Linked DNA regions of Arachis hypogaea: region 2 is linked to region 1. Evidence: chromatin contacts called from public Hi-C data. All regions are on one chromosome and are shown on one strand. Each heading gives the region's core, a stretch centred on a gene start, on an enhancer-like site or on the middle of the called end of the contact. The rest is flanking DNA. Distances are from core to core; before and after follow the strand shown.

Region 1 (3,060 bases), core at 474-2,973:
AGTTTTATATACTTAACAAAAGGTTATGTTGTTATAAATAAGATTATACTTAAATTATCTATCTTTGTTTGATGGCTTATTTTTAAAAAAAAATTATACGGTTTCAAATTTTGTTAGTTATTTTTTTATTGATTTTTTTCATTTATTCTGGCTAACATTGGATATAAAAGTTATTACAAAATTGTGTGTATTGTCTTTGTTTTATGTTCAATATATTACAGCGAAAATTATTGGCAACTTATAGAATAGATGCATAAATTTAAGTTTTCTAAAAGCAAAGAAGGATATAGTAGAATAAAAGGATAGTTATATATTTATTTTTATGGAAATATATATTAATAAATACAGAAAAGACAAAAACATTTGTGAAAAAAACATTTTCTCAAAAGCCAAAATTCTGGAGAAAGTCTAAAAAAATATTCTTTTAAAGTCAAATTGTTTATCTGTTGTAGTAGATGACATCAGAGAATAATATATAAAAAAAAAACAATCAAAAGATGAGTCTTCTATACAGAAAAATTGTAAATGGATATATATTTTTTTTATTAGGAGTTATGATTTCTTTTTATCATTTTTATTTTGTATCTTTTTTTTTTGATAGTGTATTTGTTTGAGGTCATAAAAGTATTTTTAATCTAATGGCCAAAATCTTATTCCAAAAACAATAATAATTGATAATTTGACATAAAAGCAACTAAAACTTTTTCTTTCCTTTTTAATTTAATAAGACTATTTTTTGTTTTATATATTTTTTCTGTTATAATTCTATTTAATTATTTTAATTTCCTGCAAATTAGCAATTGCTCAAGATTTCATGATACAAATATAAAAAAGGTATTTTATGCTTTCTATTTTAGAAAAAAAATTTCCAATAACAACATAATCTATTAATTTTGAATTAGCCACCTTTATTATTATGGCTTCTTTAAATGTATTACTCTTTTCTTATGCACGCTAGCTAATTATGTAAACTATACTTAAATTATTAATTAGTTTAAAATTAAAGGAGCACTATTTAGTATATTAAACTCTTCTCAAATCCTATTAACATGATTTTTTTCATTTTATGCTGCCTTGGTTGGATTGCTTCCAAATATTTCAAATTTCTATTAAATTATAATCTTTCTATGCATTTATATTTCAACTTGATGCAAAAATAGAAAAATATTACTTAACAAAGCAGTGGATATTCATAGTTACTCATATTTTCCTCCAATTTTTCATTAGAGCATAGATCTAAATGACGGTGTCAATTCTATCATCTTCTTATCTTTTATATTTCTTTTGTTTATTGTGTTTCCTTTATTGTTTACACTAATTTTGGAACCTTACATTTTTAATTAAAGGAAGTACATAGTAGATAGTACAACACAACTAAAACATTCAACGGCTCTTTTTTTTATCTATGTTTTCTTTAATTTCACATCTTATTTATATTATGTCTTATTAATTTCACATCTTATTTATATTATGTCTTATTACTCTATGTTAAAATCGGTCAAAAGACCATTATATATATTACATACAATATTAGTATTCAATCCAATATTTTAAACAAAGCAGTTACACCATCCAAACATTACTATTACCCGCGCGTATGCACGGGGCTTCTGCTAGTAAATAAGATAAAGTTGAGAAGCAAATTTCGATAATAACTTTTATAATTATTTATTTCAATTAATTATTGTATTTATTTAATTAGAATAAATCACTTAACCAATTCGGTTAAGATATAAAACTGCCTTACAAAAAATTGATTAGAGAATCGGATGAGTCGGCGGTTAATCGGTAAATCACCGGAACCGGCCGGGTTTTTTCATGGTTTTTGGTTCAGATGTTCAGTGCATCGGTGAAACGACGCCGTTTTGCAATCAGAGGAGAAGAACGAAGAAACATCCCAGCCCCTTTCTCTCACACTCTGAAACCTAACCCTAAGCCCAGCCAGCCAACATCACCGTCCCTCATCGCCGAACTCTTCTCCTCCGGTACAGGGTGCTGTCGCCGCCAGCTAGGGCAAAGCGTGGGTGCCGTCGCACTCTTCTCATCGCATCGCCGAACTCTTCTTAGTTCTCATCGCTCCTCTTCTCGGCGCCGTCGCACGAAGGACGCGTTGATCCGGTGGCATTGCCATCGCGAAGGTTGATCGGTCGTTGTCTCTTCGAGCTCTCTAATTTTGATGTAAGATATTAGCTCTCATTATTCGTTGCTTGATGGAAAACCTAATTTTCTTTATGCTTACTTGTCTAGCAGGGTTTTGTTCCTCAGTCCCTTTTTGTTACTGTGGCTGTTTTGAGTTCACTTGTAAATCACCCCTATGCACTCAATATATCGTTCTGTTGCCAGCGATTCCGCTAGCCTATGTTGTAAGGTTCTGGTATCTAGAAGTTTCTCTTCACAGTTAGTATCTTCTCACTGTGTAGGAGCTAGAGAGTTTTGGCATGAAGAACAATGTCTAGAGCTTACTAAATATGCTGACATTCTCATTGCAAAAGCTAGCAAAGGGAATAGCGACCGAGAAATTCTCCGGTCTCTTTTCAATGATCCAGCTTGTGATGGTATACATCTATCTCAGAACCTTATTCAAAGGTTACTCCATCGATTTAAAGACGATTGGAGGTCTGCATTGGGGATATTCAAATGGGCAGGTTTGCGATCAGGCTTTAGACACTCGCCGGAATCGTATGATATGATGATAGACATATTAGGGAAAATGAAGCAAATGGAAAAGTTGAGAGATTTCTTGGAAGAAATGCATGAGGTGGGTCTTGTTACTCTGAATACTATAGCTAAGGTGATGAGGAGGTTTGTTGGTGCAGGACAGTGGGAAGATGCAGTAAGGATATTTGATAGCTTAGAATCTCTTGGGTTGGAGAAGAACACCGAATCCATGAACTTATTGCTTGATACGCTATGCAAAGAGGAATTTGTTGAACAAGCTCGTGAAATTTTCTTGGAGCTAAAGCAGCACATTGCTCCAAATGCTTATACGTTTAACATATTTATACATGGCTGGTGCAAAGTCCGTCGTGTGGATGAGGCACAGTGGACAATCCAAGAGAT
Region 2 (2,814 bases), core at 197-2,696, 51 kb after region 1:
ACTAATCATGTGTGCGGACCATTAAACCATCTAACGTCTCAGATACTCTTTCGTTGACGTAATGTGGTACTTAAGATGATCTGATTCTAACACCCTGTACTCAACTCCTTTACGGATGCTATAATTCTTCACACTCAACACAGCTTTATCTTTATTCTGGAATGTTTGCCCAATTTAAAATTTTGTAGGAGCAGTTCCATGATTCAATCCTTGACTACCAAAGGCAGCATCTATGTCCGGTTGTTATCCCATAGCTTCCAAGTTCAAGTTTGAAAAGTGTGGATGATACTGTTGTGTTCTAGAATTTGATGGACCCTACTATATATGTGAATTGCTCCTTGTATCCTCATTACTGTCCCTAACTATATCGACAAACTCTTCTTCCAAATCATCCCCTCTCCTTGCATTTTCAACTCGATCAGGTTTACTGTCGCCTACACAATCAGAAATCATGATAGGAGAACTAGCTATCTCAACTGTCAGCTGTCAAAATGAACAATTCTCCAATGCTACACAACCATCTTCATCTGTACGGTTCAAATCAACCGCAACAGATGGGGATGCAATGATAAGACAAGCCGGTGCAACCACAAGGATCGAACTGGAAGCATCCCCCAAGCCAGTCGACTGAGGATTCGGAACTAATGTCGCAGAACTGTCGACATCATCCTCCAATTTCGCATAGTGCTCGTGTACTCTGACATCCAAAAGACTTATTCGATAATGAAATAAAACATACAGATCTTCGTCAAACCCCATCACAAACATATTATACTTCACACCAATTGACACAACTGCAATATATATCTTATAAAATAAATTCTTTATCCACTTGATTCCAAGCACATCAAACTTTTGCAATATACTCGTTTTTAAATTTGATAATATTTTCGATAAACGGATAAATACACTCAAAAATTTTTTATCGATAAACTTCACATTCTCTCTTTTGTGTTTATGAATTTTTTCAGAATAATGCATTAATGTTAACAAACTATCTTTCTCATTTAACATCGTAAAAATGACTCTCTTCTTAATAACTATTTTTAACTCATATATAGAGCCAACAACTTTCATATCGTGGTAGGGATTTCACAATGTAAGAATGCTGTTCTTTAAAAACTGCAATAAAGATCCTGTAATTTATGCCTAAATGCAGTTCTTCAAAATCGCCGAAGAGATTCCGCATTTATACCCAAATAATAAACCGTTGTTTTTCGCCGTAGTTTACATAAAAACAAAATAAAATAGGTATATAATGGGTTACAAATTGTTGTATTTAAATAAATATAAATCTCAATTAATTTATTTACGTCGTTTGCCCTAACGAAAATATCGTGCCTGCACGTGGGCATGTACATGGTCGGCAAGCATACAATAGTCTCGTGTCTTCAAGTGGCAGTTAATAATAAAAAGAAAATATGTAAAATAAAAATAAACAAAAATGTCTTTGTCTTAGCGAGTTAGCTTATCTCCTTAGTCCTTAATCAGTTAGATTTGACATTGCCTAACACAGTATCACACAGTCAGCTCTTCATCGTTTTCTATCCCTTCACTTCAAATCTAAATTTCTGGCTATAATATTTTTAATAAATATTATATATACACTGTTACGGTGGGTAACCGGAGATTGTCTGAATGGATAGCGCTGGCTGGCCCGTAAGTGTGAAGGAGAAGGTTTCCGTGTGAGTGTGCAATTCGGGAGACTCCGCCCGACTTGTGTTCGCGAGTGAATGGGGGGTGGTACCTGCAAAGACACTCCGATGCCTAAGTTAGCAAGAGTGTGAGCAGGTCTATAGAGTATTGGGCTTAGAGATACCTGAGGGGTGTCAGTGTATTTATAGTGGTGAGCCAATAACCACCGTTGGAGTAGTGCCGTATCTTTTGGGTGTTAACCGCCCCTCTATCTTAGGGAGGTTAAGATATGGTTTGATGAAGCGGTTAGAGAGATTTTAGGGGCGGTTACTCATTCAAATGAGTGTTTATCCGCCAACTAACCTCATGTCCGACTTCTTCGAAGTAAGTCGTGGTCGACACCGACTTCTTATATGAAGGTCGGCGCTTAGCTGGGCTTAGTTCTTCGGATTGGGCCTTTCTATTTGAACCTGGGCCTTTATTATTGGGACAGGGTATGAACATACACAAACCATCAATTATTTTAATATAAAATATATATTAAAAATATAATATTAATTATTAATTGTTATAAATATATAATGACTAATTTAATAGTTAATTTCTAAAGTACATCTTATGTACTAAACATTTTATACTTTTTATATGGTAAGGCATTTTACAATCGGTTTGTGTAGAAAATATTGAGGTGAGAAGAAATTGAAGGGTGTGTTTTGTGATTACACAATTCTGTTGAAACAAATTCATTTTTTTTTCAATTTTGAATTTTTTTCGGGGTCAAATTCCTTTATTTATTTGTTTTTTTCCCTCCATTAGGGATGTATTCCACATTTTTATCGTTAATCATTTGTTATTTATAGAAAAACTAGTATTTATTTGTCGCATTTTGAAATACTTTAAAAAATTTTATTGATAAATTTGGATGATATTTTTATCGGTAATTAAATATTTTGGAGGTGTTTTTGTTGATTTACTTCAAATGATTTGTATTAATAATGTATATTGATGCTGGCTTCAGAAACTCGTTCTTAAAAATAATAGAGACGTAAAAAATAAAAAATTAGTAGTCTTATTCCACAGCAATCATGGGCCTTGTTTGCGCAAAGAAAATTGTGGGCCTATTCGTAAGATATTGTTTGGAGATAATATGATAGGATTACGACAAAAAAATAAAAAAAT

Evidence for each region. Hi-C and Micro-C count contacts between places; a contact is called where the count stands out from the background.
Region 2: a contact with region 1 is called in a Hi-C map of leaf, with 3 times the contacts expected there. The contact joins the enhancer-like site here to the promoter of LOC112697215 in region 1. A contact is called at or near these places in 3 of 8 Hi-C or Micro-C datasets (leaf and an unstated tissue).

Annotation. Positions count from the first base shown.
Region 1 is chr6:102,987,790-102,990,849 of arahy.Tifrunner.gnm2.J5K5, forward strand. It overlaps LOC112697215 (pentatricopeptide repeat-containing protein At3g04130, mitochondrial), which reads left to right and starts at 1,724. Exons shown (of 3, transcript XR_011862556.1): 1 at 1,724-2,138; 2 at 2,251-3,060.
Region 2 is chr6:103,038,640-103,041,453 of arahy.Tifrunner.gnm2.J5K5, forward strand. No RefSeq gene overlaps it. Among protein-coding and RNA genes, the nearest start is that of LOC114924140, 12 kb to the right of the region's middle. Within about 2 kb of position 1,447, at least 2 of the 3 cell types and tissues checked have open chromatin away from gene starts, as enhancers often do.